Linked DNA regions of Mus musculus: all the other regions are linked to region 1. The links are chromatin contacts, called in public promoter capture Hi-C maps. All regions are on one chromosome and are shown on one strand. The core of a region is the stretch at or near the end of the contact, and the rest is flanking DNA. Distances in the headings are between cores, read along the strand shown.

Evidence for each region. Promoter capture Hi-C pulls out the DNA fragments that hold promoters and counts their contacts.
Region 2: a promoter capture Hi-C map of pre-B cells shows a contact between it and region 1, with 3 times the contacts expected there. A contact is called at or near these places in 3 of 39 promoter capture datasets (the C10 cell line, hippocampal neurons and pre-B cells).
Region 3: a contact with region 1 is called in a promoter capture Hi-C map of pre-B cells, with 2.5 times the contacts expected there. A contact is called at or near these places in 4 of 39 promoter capture datasets (cranial neural crest, hippocampal neurons, liver and 1 more) and 2 of 130 datasets of targeted methods (astrocytes and pancreatic cancer cells).
Region 4: a contact with region 1 is called in a promoter capture Hi-C map of hippocampal neurons, with 2.5 times the contacts expected there. A contact is called at or near these places in 1 of 39 promoter capture datasets (hippocampal neurons) and 1 of 130 datasets of targeted methods (astrocytes).
Region 5: a promoter capture Hi-C map of pre-B cells shows a contact between it and region 1, with 2.2 times the contacts expected there. A contact is called at or near these places in 8 of 39 promoter capture datasets (the 3T3-L1 cell line, the HPC-7 cell line, HPC-7-derived erythroid cells and 4 more), 7 of 130 datasets of targeted methods (acute myeloid leukemia, astrocytes, embryonic forebrain and 3 more) and 1 of 9 other capture datasets (liver).
Region 6: a contact with region 1 is called in a promoter capture Hi-C map of pre-B cells, with 3 times the contacts expected there. A contact is called at or near these places in 9 of 39 promoter capture datasets (3T3-L1-derived adipocytes, the C10 cell line, the HPC-7 cell line and 7 more), 4 of 130 datasets of targeted methods (astrocytes, fibro-adipogenic progenitors, microglia and 1 more) and 1 of 9 other capture datasets (embryonic stem cells).
Region 7: a contact with region 1 is called in a promoter capture Hi-C map of pre-B cells. A contact is called at or near these places in 4 of 39 promoter capture datasets (hippocampal neurons, liver and pre-B cells), 2 of 130 datasets of targeted methods (astrocytes and bone marrow-derived dendritic cells) and 1 of 9 other capture datasets (liver).

Annotation. Positions count from the first base shown.
Region 1 is chr19:9,980,950-9,984,190 of GRCm38.p6, reverse strand. Fth1 (ferritin heavy polypeptide 1) reads right to left here and starts at 1,545. Exons shown (of 4, transcript NM_010239.2): 1 at 1,208-1,545; 2 at 1-10. The coding sequence starts at 1,321.
Region 2 is chr19:8,591,196-8,594,713 of GRCm38.p6, reverse strand. It overlaps Slc22a8 (solute carrier family 22 (organic anion transporter), member 8), which reads right to left and starts at 1,532. Exons shown (of 11, transcript NM_001164635.1): 1 at 1,422-1,532; 2 at 475-831. The coding sequence starts at 807.
Region 3 is chr19:11,910,512-11,913,747 of GRCm38.p6, reverse strand. Patl1 (protein associated with topoisomerase II homolog 1 (yeast)) reads right to left here and starts at 1,349. Exons shown (of 19, transcript NM_172635.3): 1 at 1,171-1,349. The coding sequence starts at 1,185. It overlaps Gm31092 (a long non-coding RNA gene), which reads left to right and starts at 1,341. Exons shown (of 2, transcript XR_386559.3): 1 at 1,341-1,652.
Region 4 is chr19:11,817,361-11,820,824 of GRCm38.p6, reverse strand. It overlaps Stx3 (syntaxin 3), which reads left to right and starts at 1,422. Exons shown (of 11, transcript NM_152220.2): 1 at 1,422-2,133. The coding sequence starts at 2,104. It overlaps Gm41810 (a long non-coding RNA gene), which reads right to left. Exons shown (of 2, transcript XR_003952942.1): 1 at 2,485-3,464; 2 at 1-2,172.
Region 5 is chr19:8,755,513-8,758,722 of GRCm38.p6, reverse strand. Nxf1 (nuclear RNA export factor 1) reads right to left here and starts at 1,620. Exons shown (of 21, transcript NM_016813.2): 1 at 1,464-1,620. The coding sequence starts at 1,491. It overlaps 1700023D09Rik (RIKEN cDNA 1700023D09 gene), which reads left to right and starts at 1,754. Exons shown (of 2, transcript NR_132423.1): 1 at 1,754-1,938. It overlaps Stx5a (syntaxin 5A), which reads right to left. Exons shown (of 10, transcript NM_019829.4): 10 at 3,081-3,210.
Region 6 is chr19:8,801,055-8,804,447 of GRCm38.p6, reverse strand. Zbtb3 (zinc finger and BTB domain containing 3) reads right to left here and starts at 1,900. Exons shown (of 2, transcript NM_001098237.2): 1 at 1,763-1,900; 2 at 1-1,474. The coding sequence starts at 1,423.
Region 7 is chr19:11,964,550-11,967,880 of GRCm38.p6, reverse strand. It overlaps Osbp (oxysterol binding protein), which reads right to left and starts at 2,037. Exons shown (of 14, transcript NM_001033174.1): 1 at 1,585-2,037. The coding sequence starts at 1,940.

The DNA of each region.
Region 1 (3,241 bases), core at 296-2,795:
AATAACAAGACTGAAAGTGGAAAGGGTACATGTTACTGATCTCCACTGCAAGGCACCGCAATGGCTGTATGCAAAGGCTGTGAGCCATCCTACTCGGCCTTTTAAAAGTTCAGTAAGGATGGGAAGGCAAACCTTGGGACTTGGCTTTATCAAGTGTTCTACGGCTCGGTATTAGTGCAGAGAAAAAAATTTAAGCCAAGCCCAAATCTACTTGTCTAAGAGGTAGGGTGCTAGAGTATCCTGCATTGGGAGGCCATTTTTCTCCTCCTTCACCAATCATGTAAAAAGTAGCTAACACAAGGTCACAAGGCTTCCAGCTCTACAAACAACCACTGATTTATAAAATTAATGCATCATGCCCTGTTAACAATTGAGGGCATTGCATTTTAGCACAAATATATTAGGAGAAGCTTTGATTTTCAGTTTTAAGCACTCAGTGTATTCATATTCCAGGAATGACAGCCACAGAAGTTGGACCTGTTTCAAAGTCCAGGCCTTCCCCAAACCTGTTTTTCAGAAACTATTACATGGAAAACTTCCTTGTCCAGCAATTGATAGCAGGCTTTTCCCAACAAGTATGTACCTACCACTTGTTAGTAAGCCACACTCATGCAAAATAAGAAAAATACAGTAACATGATGCCTTGTAAATGCAAGGTCGGGGTGACACTGATAACTACAGAAGGGGAGATTCCTAGCGATAAGTTTCAATGCAAGTGAGGCTCTGTGATAAGCAGAGAGGTGGAGGCGGCTGCTTTGAAGGGGACAAGAGTAAGCTCACAAGAGATAAGCCTCTTTACACCAGGCCCCAAGGCTGCCACTCGACACCATGACCAAGCAGACCCGCCATACTCCAGGAGGAACTGGAGCAGGATGCATAACCAAACAGAGAAGCTTGTAGGCCACGTGATCGGAGGGGACGAGCGTGCAGAAAATGCACCTAACTGCAGGGTTGATTGGCCAGGCTGACAGTCGTACTGCCCTAAGGCTTCAAAAAAAAGTGGTGTAATGACATGCCTGATCTATGCAGGAGCCACAAGGTGCTATGTGCTCAGACTTGCCACGGCAGGGCTGCCTGCCTTAGGAAAGAACCCCGAACAAACTCCATTTTCCAGAAGGGCGCTGGAAGGCGGGGAAGCCCGCAGCAGGCCACGCCCCGACCCACCCTCCGCCGGCTCCCCAAGTGGCCCTGAGGAGGCCGCACTCACCATAGACAGATAGACGTAGGAGGCATACAACTCCAGGTTGATCTGGCGGTTGATGGCAGCCTCCGCGTCCTGGTGGTAGTTCTGGCGCACTTGCGAGGGAGACGCGGTGGTCATGGTGGCGGCGGGGCGAGGCGCGGTGGCGACGCTGGAGCGGCGGAACGACGAAGTTGCAAAGGGCTCAGGCTCGAAGCGGCCGGCGGGGGTCGGAGGGGTCGAGCACCGGGTTCCGTTCAAGCACTGTTGAAGCAGGAAACCGCGGCGACTCTGGGCGAGAACGTCTGGCGCAGGAGGGGACAGCGGGCCGCACTTATAGCGGGATCCTGCGTCAGGCGAGCGCTGGCCAATCAGCGCAGCGGGCCGCGCCGCCCCGCCTCTTCCTGTGGGCGTGTTGCCCAAACCCGCAGGGCGCGGGCGGGGAGGAGCCTGTGTGAGTGTGAGGCGACGCAAGGGGCTCTGAGCTTCTGCAAGAGCGGTGCCTGGCAACAAGCGCGCTGTTTCTGTGGCCCGGGGCGGGCGTAGTTGGATCTAGCCGTACTGCAGAGGCATCTGGGTCCCAGATGGGCACAGAGGGTACCGATGAGGATGATTTTCAATTCTCACAGGATATCCCTAAACTCTAGGCAAAGTGCGTGTTGTTAGTCGTGACATACACCAGACAGCGACTTCGTCTTACAAATAGGAAAATGGAAGCGTGGCGCTGTAAATGGCGAACGACATATAAGTTGGACTGGGAAAGAGCGGCTTTCCCTCCTTCAGAATCTGTGGAGAGAAGCTCAGAGGAGGAGTAGGGGAACTATTGGCGAGGAGGTTAGGGTCTACCCTGTTCTTCTGACTCAAGCAACCCCGGCTTTTTGCTAAGGCAAACATGGCTCTGAGAACAGTTGAAAAAACAAAGGCTAAGAAGGCGCATTTCTCCTTAGAGCAGGACAACAGCCGTCTGTCTATAGGGCAATCCTGGGGCCAAACCATTTAGGTTTCTGAGAAAGCCCCTGGTGATGCTTGAAATTAAGAGACGTCTCTGGATTAGAAAAGTAAAGAAGTGACCTACGTGTGTCTGTTTCAAAATGGTCTCCTTTATCTTTCTCAGTAACCTTTGGGTTTGTCCTTGGAGTGAAGTTGATGCTTGCAGAATGGCAGGTGACAGGTGCAGGAAACTGCAGAGGGACAAGCCAACTGTGTCTATCTTGTAGCTGTGGCCCAGCTTCAAAATGGGTGCGAATTCTTGGATAGCAAGCAGAACTAGAGATTAGCCACTGCGTCTTGCTAGGCCCTGCCATCCACATCCACTTGTGCTCAGCCTTGTCTAGTCTTTAACACAGGTGGAGAACCAGCAGATGCTGTTCATATTCTCAAAACTGGAAGTTGGACTTCGATTTTGTTGTTATTGTTTTGAAGCAAGATTGACAAAGTTACTGGATCAGTAACCCAGACTGGCCAGGGACTCTCTGTGTAAGCCAGGCTGGTTCGTCAGAGAGCTGGGATTATAACCCTCTTCCCCCCTTTTAAGGTACGTCTACTGAAATACATTACTAGTACTTAGTCTTTTAAAACTACACGTTATATATGTTCTTTTCAGGAAAGATTTCAGTGGTAATCTAGCTGCAGGATGCTTCTGGATAAATATCCTGGAGTCAGACTTCAGGACGATGGCCCTAGGAGACTGATGCTGAGCTAAAGTTGATGAACAAATTCCCTTTGGAAAGTGGAGGAGGGAGGTGGGGAAAGGAGTTCTAAGTAGAGGGAATAGCAAATGGGCAGGCATGGGAATGCTTCCCTTGTTCAAGGAACCTTAAGGAAAGTGTGTTTGTTGGCCCGAAAAACGAAGTGCATGTTGGGGAGAGCTGGAAAGAACATAGTCAGACTGGCGAGCCATAAAAAGTCATTAAACTTTACCCTGTAGGTAATATGGATATATCATATCCATTTGATTTTAGGAACATTACTGTAAATCAATACAAAACTGGTAGGAGTCCAGCCTAGTCATTGTCACATGTAGAATGCATGCAATTTTTTTCTAAGGGTAACCACCATCAG
Region 2 (3,518 bases), core at 283-2,782, 1.4 Mb after region 1:
CGCAAAGCTTTGCACAGGATGGAATGCTCCTCTTCTAGTCTAGTTAACCCCTTGCCTGCTGTTCTAATCTCAGCTCCAGGGATGCTTCTTTGAAGTGATTTCATCTCAAGCTACTCTTTTCTTGTCCCTATAACCAGTCCAAGGGTGGAAGATTGCAGCCCAAGGTCACTGCACAGCATGAGGTAACAAGTTATTCCACAAGGCTGTATAACACCCTACTAGGAGGAGAGACTGTACAGCTCAGCATCACTGGAGCTCAATACCACGCTATAGATTGTTGAAGGAATGCTTGGGCATGAACGAATCAAACCACTCAGTTCTTGTGCATTAGCACTGGGATCCTTCCTCTTTGCCCAGTTCCCATTCTTTCAATCCCAGGAAATCTAGGCCCCTGTGTTTTTTCTATCCACAAGTGCTGCACGGTATATGGAAGTACCTAAGGTGAGGTGGAAGGAGAGAGGGTGCCAGACATACCTCTGTCACAATGGTGTCTCTGGTGCTGTTGTAGATCCAGCCATCCAAGCATGGCTCGGTGGCCCCCTGGGTGTCATTGGGAAGACTGGCGTTTGGCAGATGCACGAAGCGGAGACACTTCTCAGGCTTCCCGTTTGGGCCCAAGGGGAGTACCCAGGGCTCTAGAGAGGCGTTGGGGGGCGGGCGACAGTGGTGGTCAGGGGTGGTGGCTGTGAAGATCTGTAGCAAGTTGTGGTTGGCTATTCCGAGGATTGGGAGGGCCAGCAAGGTCACATGCAGGTACTGGAAGGGGCCCATGCTTCCAACACGGTCCAGAATCTCGGAGAAGGTCATGGCACCAGGCAAGATGAACCAAAACTGTAGGCAAGGCATCAGGCCAAGAAGAGGTGTGTGTATGTGTGTGTGAATTGTATGTAGGCCTGTGGAGCATCATAGAATCACATGCATGAAGATGTACCTAGTTACATGTGTAAAGATTTGGGGTTCTGGTGTGTGGATGCATAAAGATGTACACAGTTGCAGAGAGGGATATGGGATACCAGTGTGGATGCAGTGCTATGTGCACATCTAAACTGCACTCTTGAAGGTCATGTGAATGCAGGCATGTGGCCCTGTGCTTATAGGTCGTAGATGTGTAGGCACAGGGCCACATAGTAGGGACCAAAGGTCCAGATTTGGATGTTGGTTGCCCAGGCGGGGTGTGGGTGAGGGTGAGAGAGAGGATAATACACATTTCCGATTGCTTCATGTGGGCTAAGAAGGATCTGCTCAAGCTCCAAGCCTCCTTGCTGTTCCCTGGGGTGAGTCCCCTGTGCTGGAGTATCAGAAGAATCCAAGTAGGTCCCTGAAGGCTTTAGGGGTTTGACCAATTACAGCGTTACAGTGAGGAAGCCTGGCTTTGGGGTGTTCTTGGGTGCTAGACTTGGGGGTCTTCAATCCCGTCTCACCTGGTGGTTGGAGCTGGATTCAGTTGGGCTGGAGCTGGATGCAGCAGTTGCCCGTGCTCTGTCCTAGGGTCCAGCAGCTGCTGTAGTAGGACAGCTCAGCTCTAACAAGCTGTTTGTGTCTCCCCTGGGGTGCCTTATATAAGGCATAAGCTGTTTCCTGGGCTAATGTTTGACTTTCTTTGGAAGATTAACATCCGGCAGGGGGAATGCTGTGCACCCACCAAGCCCAGCTCTCCTGAAAGGGCTGCCTCAGCCAAGGCTGTTGATAGGGTGGAGAGGGGGCTGGGGAGTGGAGTGTGGCTGAGCCTAGAGGCTGCTTGCTGGACAAAGGGCTTAGTGGCTCAGGGCATGTTTCCTAAGCGAGAATCTGGAAAAGGACTCAGGTCTGCGTGTCCAGAGTGCCTCTGAGCTGATGTTCAGAGGACCTGGAGTGGAGAACAACCAGCAAGAGAGGTGCTCCTGCACATGGGAGGCAGCATTCCTGCAATGGATCATCTTTCATACCCGGCTCCTGAGTAGATTCATGGAGAATGTTAGAACACACTCAGACAGAAAGGCCCAAGCACTGGTCCTTATGGTCTCAGAGGTACCGTGCCTTGGGCTCCTGGAAACACCAGGGCCATCCCTGTCTGAGTCTCAAACACAAGTGACCATCTCCCATCTACCTGTGGACTTATGCCACCGGCTGCTCTTTGGCTTCTCTCTGCAGTCCCAATGGCTTTGCTTATTTCTATGAGTACGGTTTAATTACCTAATAATGTGCATTTCTTGTATAAAACAGAAATTCTAACAAGCCAACACAAACTGAATTAAGTACATTCAGTTTCACCCAAGAGCCAGCTTGGGCAGGGAGTCTTGTGGTTTGTGGTTACTTTTCTCCTACAGACATGTCTAAGACAGGGTCTACCAGTCAGCTGGAAACTTGGTTGACACACTTATGGCAGGCCCTACTGATAGGACTGTCAGTTAGGAAACGGAGAAGTTAAGTAACTAGCTTAGGGTCCCCAGCAGGAAGTAGGTCAGGGGTGTGGCTTCAAGTCCATTTCTGCCCTTAAGCATCTAAACACACATACACAGACACACACAGACACACACACAGACACACACACACAGACACACACACACAGACACACACACACACAGACACACACACACACAGACACACACACACACAGACACACACACAGACACACACACACACACACACACACAGACACACACACACAGACACACACACACACAGACACACACACTCTCCCTCTCCCCTTCCTCCGCCTCTTCCTTCCTCCCTTCCTCTCCCCTCCCTCTCTTCTGCTTCTTCCCTCTCCTCTCCTCTTTGAGTGTTTGAGTCAGGATCTCGCTATATAGTTCAGCCTGGCCTTTAAGCCTCACAGCAGTCCTCAAGCTTTAGACTCCTCTCAGTTGCTAGGATCACCAGCATTCACTTGTGCTTCTGGTGTGAACCAGAGTTTTCTATGAAGTCTGCTTCTTTCTTAGCAAAGTTGCTTAACCTGCACTGCCTTTTAAGTCACAACTGGCTTGCTTTTAGCTGACTATTACCATTTCTGGGACCCCCCCCCCCGGAGATGCCCCATTCCACCTGCAATGCAGGGGAGGTGGGGTGGGGTGGGGTGGGCAGGATCAGAGATGGCCCACTTGGGGTTCTCTGTTTTGTCTGGTTGAGGTTTCCTGTCTCCTGGGCCCTTTTCTTAAAGGTGGCATCCAGCCTCCAAGTTAGGCCTGGGATCCTCCTGCTGAAGTGCCTGCCAGCTCTTCCCTCTACCACAAAGCAAGGTCAGATGACAAACCCTGTTCCAGCCCCTCCTCTTCGCTTACCACCTGGACTCAGCAATTATTGATGTTCTCCGAGTGACCTGAGGCAGGGTGAAATCTGGAGTCATCAAAGGAAGATTAAATTATACTCCAAGGCCGCCAAAGGGTTGTTTTAGGAAGGTTTTGACTGGGAGGCTTGCAGCAAGCTGGGCTGCTGCAGCTAACCCCCTGTTCTGGGTGTTCACCCTCACAGAGATGTTCTTTTCTAGTTCCTAATTGGCCTGGGCTGTCCGTCTGTTCCTGTCCCAGTGGGATGTTGTTTAA
Region 3 (3,236 bases), core at 100-2,599, 1.9 Mb before region 1:
GAATCCCCATCACATCTTGGGTATGCTCTAATTTATTTTGTTTTAGTTACTATTTCTCTAGGTACAGTCTGGCTTAGAACTCCTGATTCTCTTGCCGCAGTCTCCAGGGAGTAAAAATCACTAGACAAGCTTGGTATATCCTAATTTCAATCACTTATCCCAATACAGATTTATTCAGTTTACTAAGTTTTCTTTGCTTCTGGCAACTTCTATTCACAGTATCTCATCATCTCTCCTCATGTTTACAAAAAGTGAGTTGAGTCACAAGTGTAAGCTCAAGCTTTCTACTGTTTCCAATGTTTAAAGATTCCAAATTGGAATTCCACACTCTAGGGGAACAGCTTGTGATATAACTTACCTGGGAACTTTTAGGGGCCGTTTCTACCCAATCTTCCTCCCCCTAAAGAGCCAGCCCTGCAACTGCCTCCACACCAGAAGCAACTTCTAGCAACTCTCTATGAAATGGCAATCATCTACTGGACCAAATCAGGATGACTCGGTAAGGATTTCCCTAGCTCAGTCCTTAAACTACAAATCCGGAGTCTGTTTGGCCCCAAGAGTAGGAGTTGCTCAAGGTCACACAGCAGTAAGAGACGGTCAGCAAACAGCTCCGTTCTCCAAACAACGTCGCCAAACCCACACTTTTTCTCCCTTCTCCTAGAAGGAACTTCTGCGGGACACGCCCCCCTCCCCACTCCCAGCCTTCTTTCCAAGCCGACTGAAGTCTCAGCCCGAGGACCAGTCCCTGCCCCTCCACCTGACGGCAGCCCGCGTGCACAGGGCTGTGTGTAATCCGGGTGAAGGGGTTCCGGGGGCAGGGCGGGAAACGCTTCCGTGGGCATTCCCCGGGGATTCTGCCTCAGGAAAAACCACCGGGTAGGAGCCATGCAGGTCTCCAAGGCAGCTCCGCGAGCAGAGGCGCAAGCCAAGGGTCAGGTTACCGCACTTAACGGGCTCTCCCCGCCGCAAACCAGCGGCCGGCTCTCGCCAGTCCCGCCCCTCCGCGGTGCGCTGCGGGCCGCACCCGAGCCTCGCGGCCGAAGCGGGGTTCCCAGCCGCCCGCGCCCTGCCCCCTCCTCAGCCGCACAAGACCCGCGCGACGGGCGAGCAGAGGAAAAAAAAAGGGGCGCGCGGGCGAGGGAGGGGTCACTTCCGGTCGCAGCCACTCACCTCGTAGCGGAACATTCTTGGGGAGGGGGGAAGGGAGCGGGGAGGGGAGTGGGGGGAGGGAGGGAAAAGAAGCGCCGACTCCCCGGGCTGCTCCGCGCGCGCGGGTCTCCCACCGGCTCGCGACCCCTGGCCGCCGCCGTACGCCGGAGCGTGCGTGGGGACGTGCGCAGGCGCGCCTCGGGCTGGGCGGGCGCCCCGGCGGCGGCAGCTGCGCGGGGACAGATTTGGCGTTTGGCTTCCTAGTGTGAGCGGCGGGAAAGAGATCCCTAGGCGAGACACTGCGCACGCGCGGGCCGTCGGAGAGGGATGACCCAGAGAGCCCCGGCTTGCGGCTCCTCCTCCGTTTTCCTAACTGCACAGTTGCGCAGTGCTTTTGAGTCACGAGGTTCCCGTCACTGATTGGGCGGAGAAAAGCCTTGTGAATGTCACAGGATGCGACCCCCGAAGCGTCTCAGCAGAGAACATCGGGGATTTATTCTTGGGTGATTTCATTTAACGTCCAGTGTCCTCCTCGGGGTGCCTTGACTTGGTCTGTGAGGGGGGACTAGTATGGCAAGTCAGTATTCTTGGAAAGGGACAGGTCGCTGGCTGAATCAGTCGGGAGGCCAAGGCTGTGATTGATAGAGGCCAAAGTGTTGACAGCGTTTGGTTTTAGGAAAAAGACGAAGGCACATTTAACAAGGATTATCTAAGGTGATATTTTTAGATGCCAGGCCCTTCACCCCGTTGGAAAGCGGGAGAGCCCTAACGGGCCGCGCAGCCTTGGGGCTGGGGTCACCGCAGCAAGGTCGGTGAGCTTGGGCGCTGTGGACAGCCATTTCCGCTGAGGATGAAGCCCAGCGGAGTTTGTTCAGCTTCCGCCTCAGCACCCTGGTTCTAGAAGTCTGCTGCTTTGGTGCTTTATTGCCTGTAGCGAGACCGTTTGAGAGGGTGTCTTATTTTTTATTTTATTTTTGAGCCAGGGTTTCTCTGTGTAGCCTTGGCTGTCTTGTTATTCACTCTGTAGACTAGGCTGTCCTCGCAGAGATCCGCCTGCCTCTGCCTCACGAGTGTCACTCAGGCGGTTGTCTCACCTGGGAATGAATGGTGAACTTTAATTCCTTAACACGTTACTGTTAGCGTGACTGGATTAATCAACTAGTTTACTATAAGCATTGGATTTGAAAATAGAAGTTCTGGATTGGGAAACGTGTTTTTTCACTGCTGCGTGAAACTGGGCATGTCTTTCTAAACATCTGACCCTTCAGGTTTTCTTTCGTAAAATGGGTAAAATTATATCTACCTCACTAAGTAGTAATCGAATAGTTACATTCTCTGCTCTCTAGATAAGGAACCTGGAGGTTAGAGAGAAGTAGATAGCCTTAAGCTGCCCACCGGAAACTGTTGCAAAGTTGGCAGCTAAGATATCTGAATCCCCAAATCTGATCACTTAAGAGCAAATAGAATTGACTCTTGAAGAGAAGGCAAGGTAAGCTAATAAGTAATTTTCAAGAGTTATGAAACAAACTTTCATTTGTGAGGTAACAGGTTTTCACAATTACCCAAGTACTGAGAGGCTATGTAGACCAAGAGCTAGCAAACTCTGGACATAACTTCTTTTTTTAAGCCTGCCACCCCTCATTTACAAAACGTCTTTTGTTGGCTTGCTACTATTAGTTTTGTGCTGTGACCAAAATATCTGAGTAGACAGTTTAAATGGGGAAATGTTAATTTGGATTCAGGTTTCTGAGGGTGCAATTTGTGCTTGGTGCTAGCAAGTTTTGGAGTGGGAGTGTGTGGCAAGGGCCATTTGTTTCTTGTAGAAGAAGAAAAAACCTGAGCTATAGAAGAGGTTTAAGATTCAGTTTCCCACAGGGTCCCCAGTGAAGGTGCTAGAGAAAGAGCCTAAGGAGATGAAAGGGTTTGCAGCTCCATAGGAGGAACAACAATATGAACAACAGTATGAACTAACCAGTATCCCCAGAGCTCCCAGGGACTAAATCACCAACCACAGAGCACACATGGTGGGATTCGTGGCTCTAGCTGCATATGTAGCAGAGGATGGCCTAGCCGCTCATCAATGAGAG
Region 4 (3,464 bases), core at 173-2,672, 1.8 Mb before region 1:
AGAGTGCTTCTATTCATGGAGATTATAAGGACTTAGTGTACAGGAGAAGCACGGTTTCTTCTCCCATCCCCAGAGCTAGTTTTGCATCAAGTAACCTATTCATGCCAGCCTTCCTGCTGTTTGTCTGTGGATCTGAATGAGTTTAACCTCTTACTGGTTGCTTCACTAATAAGCTAAAACATTAAAATATATTCATTTTATATTTGCATGAGAGTCACAATTTTTTCCCTGTTGAAATCAATTATATCCTTTAAAATAATTTGCTGGGACTTAAAAAAATTTTTTTTTTACTTGTATGAATGTTTTTGCCTGCATTATGTCTGTATACCACATGTGTGTAACCTCTGCAGAGCCCAGAAGAGGGCGTTGCATCCCCTGGAACTGTGTGTCACCATGTGGATGCTGGGAATTGAACCCAGGTCCTCCAGTCAGTGTTCTTTACTGCAGGGCCGTTTTTTGCAGCCTAAAATCAATCGCGTCTTAACTGGAATCCTTTGTTCTTGCTTCAAAATGAATCCATCCTCCTTCCTCACTTCTGTCCAGATTTCAGACGTCCACACTTCGAGAGTTTTTCACTGTAACCCCTCTTACTGGAGAGGTTGAAACAGGAGAATGGCAAGTTCAAAGCTTGCCTGGGCAATTCAGGGAGATTCTGTCTGAAAGGAGAAAACCTAAGGGCTGATGCTAGAGAATGAGCTCGGTGGCGGAAGGTTTTCCAAGTGTTTGCTGGGCTGGGGTGGGGGTGTTCAAGCCCTAGCTGTAGGGTTACGACCACCAGGGGGCGTGGAAACTTTCGCAGTCCTCGCTGGGCCAGCGTCAGGACAGGAGCCGGAGGTCAGATAGAGGATTAGAGTTGATTACCGCATAGTTGGCTCTAACAGCTCAAGCCCTGCCTTACTTGACTACCTTTATGGCAGCGGAGGAAGTCAGTAGGAGCGTGCACATCGCAGAGGGTAAAGTCCGGTTATAATTAGAAAGTATCTATGGCCTTTAAGATTGAACACAAAGTCGAGGATACTTCTCGAACTTGAGACCAAGTCTTCACTAGCGCCAATTGTTGACCACTACTCTGGTCGATACGCCATTTGTTATCCCCAAATCAAATACGGAGGGGAAGGGAATAGGGGCACCGTTGAAGAGGAAGGGCAGTGAGAAGAACCACACTTTTCTAAAAATTCTTCAAATCCCAGGGCTCTTGACAGCAAGGAGGAGAGAGGTGGGCTTAAGTTTTCCAAATCAAACAAACGTCTTTATCCTACAACTCTGCCCGGTAGTTAAAAGTCAGTTGCTTCTTTTCTCGTACAGGCTAAGCAGAAAATTGCTAAGCAGCCTCTGATTTATATAGCTATGGAAACGGACTCTCCTAGATTCCCTCAAGTTATTCAAATTGTTAGTAAAAGGTGACTGGACCGCCTACACGACTTCGAGAGGCCCCACAACCACTAGCATCATAATCCCCAAATTCCTCGCCGCAGCCCGATCCAGGGCATCTCATCTGCAGTTACGCCCTACGGGAACAAGTCTCTGAGCCCGAACCGCACAGATTTTATACCCAACAGGTCCCTTCTTTAAGGCGGAATATCTCTTGAGCATCATCGGAACGTTTTCCCTCATCAAAGGGAGCAGGAACCAGCTTGTCTTCAACCTGAGGAGTCCGCAGAGGGCCGAACAATAAGAACAGTGCGGAAAATACGGAATCGAAGCCAGACAGACCACCCCCGCCTTTTTTTTTTTTTTTTTTTGTTTCTGCCTTTCGAGGGGCATGGGAAGGTGTGCCCGGAATGCTTCCGGCGCTGGAGCGCGCTGGCCCTTTAAGCAGGAGCTCGGGGAGCGGCCCAGGTATGGGGCGGGCCCAGGGGCGGGCGAGCCCTGAGCCGGCGCGGTCTCGTAGCCGGATTTGGAGCGCGGCGCCGGCGGGGGCCGGAGGGGGCGGCGCGGCGGACCTCGGTGGCCTCGGACGCTCCTCCTCGAGAGCGGCCGCCGCCCGCCTCCGCCCGCTCTAGCAGCTCTCTCGCCCCGGCCGGCAGCCGCCGCCGCTCCAGGCCGCTCACTTGGGACGCGCTCACCTGAGACAAGGCGCCCGCCGCCCTCACCTGGGCCAGGATGAAGGACCGGCTGGAGCAGCTGAAGGCCGTGAGTCCGCGGCGCTTGGGGGATCAGGCGGGCCCCGGGCTGCGGGGATCGGTCATCAGGATAAGTGGCGTGGGAGAGGGGCTTCTCCTAGTTCCCCTAACCCAGGCCGCAGGGGTGCTCTGCGCGCTAGGCCTCCCTCCGCCCAAGCCCCCGCCTCATCCCGCGGAGCTTTGCACCCTCCCCTCCCCTGCAGGGTCATGTGCTCGGTGATTCATCACCTAGCTGCGATTTCCCTGGACGCCCGTAACCCTCTTACCCCTTCTCCCCCAAAGCTGGACAGGGTTCCTCCAGAGCTGGACCCACTCGGGGACTTGAAATCAGCGGGGCTAATGGAGAAGTCAGGGGGCTCACCTCACCAGCTGTCTTCTGCCGCCTGGCACTGTGCCCCAAACCGGCCTCCTCTCCTTTCTATTTCCCTCCCGGAGCACCGGGCAGGGCTACTCCATCCCCGGAGTAGTTGAGAGTTCCGGGTGACTTCCGGAGCGGTGAGCCTGTTAGGTGCTGAGATGGCACCCCTCTTCCCATTCAGTGGTCTGTAATTATTTTGTCTTGTACCCCCGGAGACAGCTGTGGTCGTCTGCCGCACAAAAGCTGAAAAGCTTAGGTCACTTACTCTTTTGAGCCTATTTCCTTGTCGGTCAAGGGAGAATCTTCCTTCCTTATAGGTCTGTTATGAAGGTTGAATGACATAATGGGATTGATATAGGGAAGTGCTGAAGCATCAATTTTTGGAGGTATAGATTCATTTAGTAAGTTACTGAGCACATTCTATGGAGCAGGGCGAGTGTGAAACTTTAGGAACCCACCCGGTGATACAGGCTGCCACTTAATGGGATATAACAGTGCAGCCCTGGAAACTCACAGTGGAGTCTGCCTCCTAGCTAGCCTAGAAGCGCGCATCAGCTCAGATCTCAGACTAGACCTGGTGAAGGTCTCACCGAGTCTTCCCAGGTGATTAATGAGCTCCTTACAGTAGGGAAGTATTAGTCTGCATTAGCACTGGGGCTTTGCCCTGGCCCTACTGCTTACTGGTTACCCTTTAAACTCCAAGCTTAAGTTTTGTTATCTGTAAAATGAGTAGGTATGCAAGCTAAAAGCAAGTGAGCTGCAGGAGAGCCCTTTGTATGGCGCCTAGGACTTATGCTAATAACTTAATGTTTTTTTTTTTTTTGGCTTTTTTTGTTTTGAAATAGAAATGTTGGTGTTGTAATTGTTTTACTTTCTCCTCCCTTGCAGGGATGAGATCTTCCTCACCCTGTTTGCATGCTCTGGGTCCTGGGCTGTAGAATAGGTTTGGGAGATGGAGAAATGAGAGAAGGAAGAGACAGTTG
Region 5 (3,210 bases), core at 371-2,870, 1.2 Mb after region 1:
GGACAACTTGGTGAACCATCTCAAAAAAATAACAGCCGGGCCTGGTGGCGCATGCCTTTAATCCCAGCACTTGGGAGGCAGAGGCAGGCGGATTTCCGAGTTCAAGGCCAGCCTGGTCTACAAAGTGAGTTCCAGGACAGCCAGGGCTACACAGAGAAACCCTGTCTCGAAAAAACAAGGGATTTTCATCCTTCCTTGTCTATAGCTCTGTGGGAGAACAGAAGGCCTGGCACACAGGGAATGACCTGGAACCTCTGATCCTCTTACCTTAAACAGTGCACTACTACACTTGGTTCTATTTATTTTCCTTTTTGCCAGACCTTGAGTTTAACTCTAGGAGCCCAACCCCCCCAAAAAAAAGTAAAAGTCTATGCAATACCGAACTTGGGAAGCTGACACAGGGAGACTGACTGAGGCCAGCCTGGGATACTAGGGCTGACCCTGTAAGGGAGAATTAGCCTTCCCTAGGGATGAATTCCCTAAATGGTTATCCAATCCCAAATGGTAAGCTTTAGAAACAAATATATACACATTAACACTAAATGGGCTCTGCATGTTGGATGAATTTGGGGAGAGAGTTGACAATGGGAATGGCTAGAGAAAGGAGACCAAGTAATTATATTTGAATTAAAATAAAGGTTCATTGGGTAGCTATTTTTCAGGCCTGGATAAATCATCAGTATTACACAAATACAAAAAAGGTATAACTTTCAAAGAAATCCACCTAATATCTAGCATCCTCTAAACAACGATCCTCTCCAAGCAACCCTAGTAAAAAGGAATACATTAAGAGACAGTGAAACTACGGTTCACGGAAGAAAATTCCCACTCCAGTTACTGTGTTCTAGGCACTTGGTAGAAATTATTTCATACGCACACAAACGCACACGCACATGCACACAAACTTGGGAGACAGGTACCCACATGAAAGAGGCGGAAAACAAGGCCTGAAAGTTTAACTCACTCGGGTTTAGTACAGCCAACTCCAGATTCAAACCTCAGCTGTCATAGTGTCCTAACCACCACAATGAATTAACATGTCAGGATAGGTGTTCCGACTAGAAATTTGATAAACAATAAGCAGCAAGCTACAAGAACAGACTGATCGTATCACAAAAAGAAAAAGAAAAATAGGGCACCAGGGTAGCCCACGACCAAGCGACTACTGACTCACATTTAAAGGAAGAGTCGGGCCGCCAAACTGAACTGACAGGCATCAACCACCCTCAAAGTTGAAAGGAATCTTGTCACCCCACCCCTGAGCCACAGGTTCTCCAACGCCTGAATCCGGGCGACTCTGGAGCCCCTGGGTCCCGCGGCGCCCCGCGCCCCCTGCCCGCGCGGCCACCGCTACCTACGGACGTAGGGCTCCTCGCGGCCTCCCGCCCCCGGGCTGAGGCCTAGGCCAGGGCCGCCCACCCCAACCCACCGCGTCGCCTCCCGGCCCGAGGCCCCGCACTGACCGTTGTATGACTTCCCTTCGTCCGCCATGGCACAGGCAGGTACAGGGGCGGGCTCAGGCGCAGAACCTGACGCCACCAAACGCCAAGGAGCCTTAGCGCTCAGGACAGAATCTCTCCTACGACCGGCGCCACCGCATTTATCCGGCGAAGCACGTCGCGCGCCGCCGACGTCCCCAGGATGTGGGCGGTGCCGCGGGACGTGAACGCGCTCTCTGAGCCTGCGCAGAAGCAGGGCGGCCGCTCGGGGGCGTGGCCAGGCCCTCCGAGGCCCGCCCACGGCCGGAGCTCCGGCCGGATGGCCTATCGGCCGGCCCCGCCTTCCTATTTCTTCGCTGGCCCGGTCCCGGAGCTAAACCCTCTGCGTTAGCACTGAACTCAAGAGGAGCAGGGTCGAGGGCTACACACAAGAATGGAGACCTGGCCTCTGAACGGGAGTAACGGCCCACAGTCCCCGCCGGTGGGATCCCGGCAGCGAGTAAGTCGCAGCTCAGTTCCTTGCCAGCCGCTGGCCTATGCCCTCTTAGCTTTTCTCATCTCCACGACGAATTATGACGAAATAGAAAATTGGAATGTAAGCCCCACTGGAGCAGGAACCTTAACTAATGCGAACTTTTCTTCCTCCAGCACAGTATCATGCCCAGTGTGAAACCCAAGTGTGAATTAAACGAAATCCTGTCCTTCGTAGGTTTTTAAATTGACTAATGAAAAAAGGTCTTTTAAATTGACTAATGAAAAAAAAAGTCAAGTCGGGTGTAGTGGAGCAGGTCTTTAAACCCAGCATTTGGAAGGCAGAGGCAGGCAGATCTTTGAGTTTGAGGCCAGTCTTGGCTCTATAGAAATTTCTAGAACAGCCAGAGCTATGTAGAGACCCTTCCTCCAAAAAAAATAAAATAATAAAATAAAATAAAAAAGCTTTAGTCTTACTATCAATACTTTGTCCAGTTCAGAGATAGGGAACACTACATAGACCATCTCAAAACAAAATCAGGGATCTAGTGAGCCTTAAGCCTTGATCTTCACTTCACTCAGTCTGTCATACTGAAGCCTAATTGGTAGACCCAGGTCAGCTAGGTAGGTAGCTAGGGAAAGTTGCTAGTTTTGGGTTTTGTTTCTTGAAACAGGGTTTCTGTGAAACTTGCTTTGTAGACCAAGTTGGCCACAAACTCAAGAAATTCACCTGCTTCCAACTCCCAAGTGTTGACTGAAACTTTAATGTCAAACCCAAGAGCTCTAGGAAACTTTTCTGGTGTGGCTAGGACTATTGCAGCCTTGGATCCAGATGCTGCTGTGGGAGGGGGAAGCAGATGGGGTGCTGGTAGGCATGGAGCATGACTTGATTTGAAGATACAAAACAGGCTCAAACTTATGGGTACTGTCTTGGAAGTTGCCGCCCAATTATGAACCCACTTAGTCCAAAGGAAAACTCTTATGAAGTGCTGCTGTACTTGGCTACTCGCTTCTAGGGGGGAGTTGTGTGTACAGAGCTCCGGAGCTACCCTGCCTATCAGTAGGGGCCCATCAGAGTCACTGACTTAACCCTTTTGGTTCTGGTATTGGGCAGTGGTTAGCTTTTTGCTGAAGTCCCCCCCCCCCCCCCAGAAATGACATCAACACTAGTGAGGCTGACAGTCTTGCTGTAATTGGGAGGAAATAGGCTGCAGCATGTTTGGCATATTGAGAGTCACCAGTAGCCAAAGTCAGGTTTGTGCAGGCAACTGTAGGGCTCAGAGCCCCCTCACCTCACATG
Region 6 (3,393 bases), core at 651-3,150, 1.2 Mb after region 1:
TGGCCAGGTCCTCATTGTGAGCCTTGCGGATGTGGCGGTAGAGGTCCCCTGACTGTGTGTAGCTTCGTAGGCAATAGCGGCACTCATAGGGCCGCTCACGTGTGTGCACTGTGGCATGTCGCCTTAGTGTATAAGAACATGAGAAGGTCTTTCCACAAGTCTTGCAGGTGGGAACATCCTCTGTAAAATTTCCAAAGCTCCCTTGGGCTGCTTCATACTCAGGAGGAGGGTAGAGTGGTTCATGCAGGGCTGCTGGTGCAGGCAGGGGTGAGGTTACCAGCCCTCGATGATACTGCCCTGGACCTGGCAGCAGATGGTATGGTAGATGAGATTCCGGAGGCAGGAAGTGGTCACTTGGCCCCACCTCCTCTAGTCCTGTTGCCCCTGGCTCCTCAAAAGCCTCTGCCTGTGAGGGCTGTCCCCCATACACTGCTCCTCCAGGTGGGAACAGCCCTTCAGATCTGTGGGGCTGTTCCTCTGACAAGTCAGCCTCCTCATCAGAGATCACAATAGCTTCTACTTTTACCTGGACCAGTTCAGCTTCAACTGGGGCTGGAGCCTGGGATAGAACTGGGGCTGGCGCTGGGGGTGGGGCTGGAGCTGGGGGATAGAAGCCTTGCAATGGTCCTCCAGTATCCCTTGGTTCCACCACCCTCAGACTCTCAGGAACCACATCAAGAGGAGTCAAGGGCTCCACCGAAACTCCTGGAAGGCCAGAAGAGAAGTAGTTTACAGGAATGGTCTCTGTAGAGCTACTTGGGCTGGCAAGAGAGACGGAGACATCAGCCACTGGTGGAGGAGGTGCCCGAAGATGTGATGAGTCAACTTCCATGCTTGGTTGTGTAGTGTCTGCCCCCCCAGATACTGGTGGCTCATCTGCAGGATGAGCAATGGGTAAGGGAGTGGCTGGACCCTTCCATTCCTCTTTGTTCCAGCGGGCTGACGGTTCAACAGATGCCAGTAAAGGCTGTGGGCCTCGAGAACTGCCTGACAAAAACTCCAGACTAGCAGGATTGGTTTCCTCTTCCTTCTTGGTACTGTCTGCCTCTGCCAGAGCTCGGGCCTGCAATCGTTGCTTACAAACCTTAACAATGTCATTCATGTGCAAGTAGCTGGCAGCTGCCAGCACATCTTCTAGAGGAGTATCTCCCCTAAGGGCCAGCTGGCCAGCATACATAAAGTCCAAAAGCAACCCAAAGGCTGGGGCCGTGACAATCTCATTGTGAATACACACCAGGTCCCTCTTGTCCAATTCCCGCTCCTTGTAGAAAAGCTGAAAGAATGGGCTGCAGGAGGCCAGCACAGCCCGATGGGCCAAGAACTGGGTACTACCAACCATCACAGTGCAGTCACAAAGGAAACCCTGGGACCGTTGCTCCCGCAGGCTCTGAAGCAGCTGCTGACTGTGTTCTGGGAACTCCATAGCACCCCAAGGAGGGAAGGGTGCCCAAGAGAGTTCCCTACCACTGACTCCCTGGGAAGAAAGGACAGTAAATTAGGTAACTTCCATAGCAACCTCCACATCAGCCCTTAAATAGAGCTGACCACCCAAGGCCTCTGGCAACATGCTGTCCCCCACCCCCAACCATGTTTCAGTTAACTGCCCTTCTTTTTCCACTATCCCACCCAAAGACCTGTTGGCTCCGCCCCCTGAGCCTAACCTTAGGAATCGTCCCCGCCCCTATTCGAAAAAAAGCCCTGCCCCCGGAAGTCCCGCCCCCTAAGCAGCCTGTGCTTCCTCGATTCTCAGCCGGTGCCTTACAATGAGTCCTCCAACTAGGACTGTCTTTTGCGCCCAAGCTTTCCCGGGTGATGCCTTCACGCCCCAGACCCGGAACTTCCTGCGCTTTTCCCTCTCGAACTCCAAGGCTAAGGACTCCCAACGTAGGAACTAGCAGAGAAAGCTGAGCCCTCACCCACGACCTAGCAGCTACTAGGAGAGCTCCGCCTCTTCCCACCTCCGCTATCTTAATTGGCTCAAGCTTGCCCTCTCTTGTTGTGGATTGGCTCACTGTGAGCTACCCCGCCCCTCGATAACCGGCTTCTCCAAATGGGCAATCCCTGCCATTGCTCAGGCGTCGAGGCTCACAATTGGTTGTTGCTCCTGTCCTAAACTTTTCTTCCTCATCCCGCCTTCCCTCAGAGACCTCAGGATTGGCTGAACTTATTCATCTGTTTCCCATAGGGAAATTACCCGCCTGGGTGGGGCGAGGTTGGCAGTAACGCAGTGTATTCGGGAGTATACAGCCTGTTTCTGCTGCGGACTACCTAGAAGGAGAACTATAACAAAATGGTGTGATAACCTGTAGGCCCACGTCTAGACCAAGCTCTGCCGAAACAGTGGGCAGTAAGCCACACCTCCCAAAAGTGCAGTTCACTCTTGCAGATCTGGTCCTCGAAAATTACAGGATGCGCCACTAGTTCAGGCTCAGTAGTGGTGTTAGTAACTACCTCTAACTCTATGAAGATGATGGACTGTTCTCTAGGCAAGCCCTAGTAAGGACAGAAATGGGACAGAGTCTAAGGATATCTGTGTTGTTAAAATCTTTTCCCTGAGGGGGGCTGCGATCGGAATGTAAAGTCAATAAGTAGAGAAAACAAAACAAAACAAAAAACTCTTCTGTAAGGTCCCAATGATAAACCAAGGTACTATGCCACTAGTACCTTGGGCCCCTGAGAACTTATTGGCCTTTCTTACAGAGCCTAGGTGAGGGGTTACTTACAGGAGTGTGGGTGAGCCACTTCAGAAGTCCCTGGCTAAAGGGTTTACCCAGCATAATGTTCCTGTAGCCATATAGATGGAGCTCCCTCCCTAAGTCATTCTCCACCTATAGAATTCTGGGTATATATATATATATATATATATATATATATATATATATATATATATATATATATATATATATATATATATATGTATATCAATCAGGTAATATATGTAATATATATATTACACACACACCCAGCCCTGGAGATCCTGGGGTCATGTGCAATTAGGGAACTGGTTGAGGGAAGTGACTGGATACTCAAGTGAGGGTCTCATGACCCTCCACAGCCCCTCATCCTATAAGGGAAAGTCAACAGTCAGCAAGCACAGCTGAGGTGGTCTTCTGCCTGCAGACCCAGCTAAAGTTCTGAGGAGGATGGTAGTTTGCCTCCAAAGATAGTCCTGTTTGGTCCCATAATACACATGTGGTTGTGCATGTCCACAATATGTTCAGGAGGTAGAAGACAGAGCATCGGAACTTCAAGGCCAGCCGGAACAACAAACTTTCAGCACAGCCTGGACAGCATAAAACCCAAGTGTAGGTGATGTGCTCTTTTAATCCCAACACTTGGGAAATAGAGGCAGGCAGATCTCTGAGAGTTTAAAGTCAACCTGGTCAATATAGT
Region 7 (3,331 bases), core at 788-3,287, 2.0 Mb before region 1:
TATAGATGAGTAGGAGAAAGGGTTATATTAAAATTAATTCAGAACACAATAATGAAAATGTCACACCTACTAAACAACTAACGTTGCTTAAGCATCAAGGATGAGCTAAGGCATTTTCTATGTGAGGAGCGATAAAAATGTTCCCACCAACAGCCTATAACTCTCGTCTTCAGGCTTTCTTTAAAATTCTCTACGAGCCAAGCCAACGATGTTCATGGAGGTTATTCGTCCCCCATGGGCCTCCTGATAGGAGAGAAACTACTGGTGAAATTGAAAAGGAATACAGGCTGAGCCACGCCCCCAGCAGTGTCTTGGGTTCCCAAACTGGATGGACTGTGGGAAGAGATTTCAACCAGAAATGGCGTTATTATTATACTAAGCAAATCCCTCTTAGAGTAGACTTCGGTACTTTCTTCATGAGACACACTGTAACACACTCTATAAACCTAAACCGTGTCTTAGGTGATTATCTCTGTATCTAACTGGTTCACGTAGCACTAACCTAGGTTTTAGGTTTTAAAGTATGAAGAGTAGTTTCAAATCCTGATTTCTCCAAGACCCTGGGAGAGCTGCGCATGCTGAGTCTGCTTTCTTGTCAAGAACATGGGAACATGTCCTAACTCCCAGGGAGATAGGAGATCTATGCGCACTAAATGAACAGTTGCATGTAAGACATCCAGCCACAATGCAAGGCTGTTGGGAAAGCTTATAACCTGTCCTCCAATCACCTCTCAACACCTCTGTCTAGTAATATAAGCCCCGAAGTGTGACATGTTATGACCATGCTATGAGTCACAGTAAGTATACATTAACCATACCAAAATAAGCACTGTGAAACCTTAACAATCATTTCAAAAACATGTGTTCTTCCTTTAATAAAACTTAATCTTAAATAAAACTAAAAGGTGCACGGTGACTGCTGGATAAGACAGTCATTCCCATGGGAAGAGGTGGGGCAGGCAAAAGTAAAAGCTATGGTAGAGTACACATCTCTATTGTGGACTGTCTAGACCGAGAAAGTACGCGCATGCTTGAAGAGGTAAGACATATGGTGGACAGAATCCCAAAGTCTCCCTGTGTGTGGTATTCTGATGTCGGAATGTGTATTCTGAGTAGACATGGGCAGGTATATCAAGGGTGTATCAGAAACATTAAATTTTAGAGACTAGAGCACAAAAAGTTAGGAGTTGTAACTTCCACTGTAAGTTCCTGAGGGACAGTGCCCGGGCTCGCGCTGTCTGTGCCCCTCCAGCTTCACAACAGTGCCTTACTTGCAGAATTAGCGATTGCACCCACGTGGTAGCGGAAATACAATGGCAGAGCAGATGCTCTCCAAACAATTGCTGACAGGAAAGACCCAGGGATGGAGGCAGATGAGGCACTAGGGGCGGGTGACAGCGGAGACAAGAGCAGTGTGTCAAATCTGCAGGTTCTGACTTCTGCAAGCTGTCAACCTGTGCAGGTGACAGACAGCGACCCAGGGCGACCTTGGCAGTGAAGCCAGCCGGCGGAGAGTGACAGCGCGGGTCTGTGGGCTGCACAGGGGGGGAGGCCAGGTGAGCGTGGCGCCCCGGAAGCAGTTACCTGTAGTAGCTTAGGAGCCCGTTGCTCAGCACGAACCATCGCCGCTGGTAGCCTTTGATGTAATTGGTCCATTTGAAGAGCCAGCCCTCTCTAGCCGAGCCCGAGCCCCCGGCGCCCGAACCGCCCGAGCCCGCGGCTGGCGGTGCAGAGCCCGGGCCGCCTGCCGCCACTCCTCCGGCCCCGGGGCCCGGGCCGCCCGCCGTCGCCGCCGTCGCGGCCGCCACCCCGGGGCCGGGCCCCGCGTCCCCGCGTCCGCCGCCGCCTCCCACCGCGGGTGGACCCGCGCCGCCGCCGCCCGGAGCCGCGATGGCTGCCGGGCCCGGCCCCACCACTCCTCTCAGCTCGGTCGCCGCCATGAGCCGCCGCCGCCCGGAGAGACACGACCGGAACCGCCTACGAGCTCCGCCGCCGCCGCCCGGAGCGCCCAACACGGCTAGCGCTTCAGCCGCCGCCGCGCAGCGTCCCCGCCCCGCCAGCCCCGCCGCGGGAAGGAGGGCTCGACTGCCGGGAAGGAGGGCGGCGATTGGTGCCGCCAAGTGTCACTTGCGGAAGACCCCGCGGACATTGGCATTTCTCTCGGGCCTGTCATGCTACTCCGCCCAGTGAGAAGCTCAAGGCGCGACGCGTCCTCCAGGCCTGCTTTCGATTGGCTAACAGGAAAGCCAATCAGGCAGGGCTACAAAATCATTGGTGGCTTTCCGAAGTCCGAGGACGGGAGAATGCAGAGCTCACGGCCGGTTTGGCCTCCGAATGGCTAGTACTTCCGTCAGTCATTACAGTTTATGCTTCTGTCATTGCCACGTCACCCCCGCCCATCGCGCTGCCCTTCATCCTCTTCCGCCCTTACGGATTGGTGGTTGATATCAGCTGCTCAAACCTTTCTACCAATTACTGAATGCATTGAAGTAAATGGGGCAGAGTCCAGCCTTCACATACTCATTCTTATTTTTTATTGGCTGACACCTATGTCTTTCACCTGTCGGTGGAGAGGCAGGGCTATGATTGGAGATGATTGGTTCTGGACATTGTCAGTGAAAGCTGCAGTTGGCCGAGATAGCAAATAAATTCATGGATGCACAAGTGGGCAGGCACGTTTGCAGCTTTAAGGAAGTGATGGGTCTCTATAAATGCTCTTGATGTGGGTGTGCTGTGGAATTCCCTCCTTCTCAATTGAGACTTGCAGATGGCCTTAATAAAGAGAGATGGATGGTTCCTGGGTCTCCTAGGGATTCCGTTTTCATATCCTGCTTCCGGAAGAACCCAGAGAGAGCTTCCTCGGCCCCCTCCTGGACTCACGACTCCTCCAATCCTCACCCCATTCCCTTTCCTGGTCTACCCTCTGTCTCTTCACTCTAGATTCTAATACACTTCTATTAATTCTGACCATCTAGTTGCCGACCTTATTTACGGGGAGAATAGATTGGCAAAGACCTACTACCTACCTTTATATCTCTTTTCCAAATCTAAAGGCCCTTGTTAGGTTTAGTGTGGTAAAAACACAATTAATTCTCTTGTTTATTGCTAGGGTTTTGTTTTGAACTGGGTGTTGAATGATTAGATTTGATCAGCTTAATTACAGCTGTGTTAGAGGTCACAAATTTCAGTAACTAGTCCAGCATTGAGCTGTTGTGAACTATTATTACAAAAATAGCCAAAACCTGCATTTTGGGGAATCTAACACCTATTACAGTGTAGCAGTTTTTGACCTGGCAGTAGGAATAGGGTTTAACTTTTATTTATTCATTTC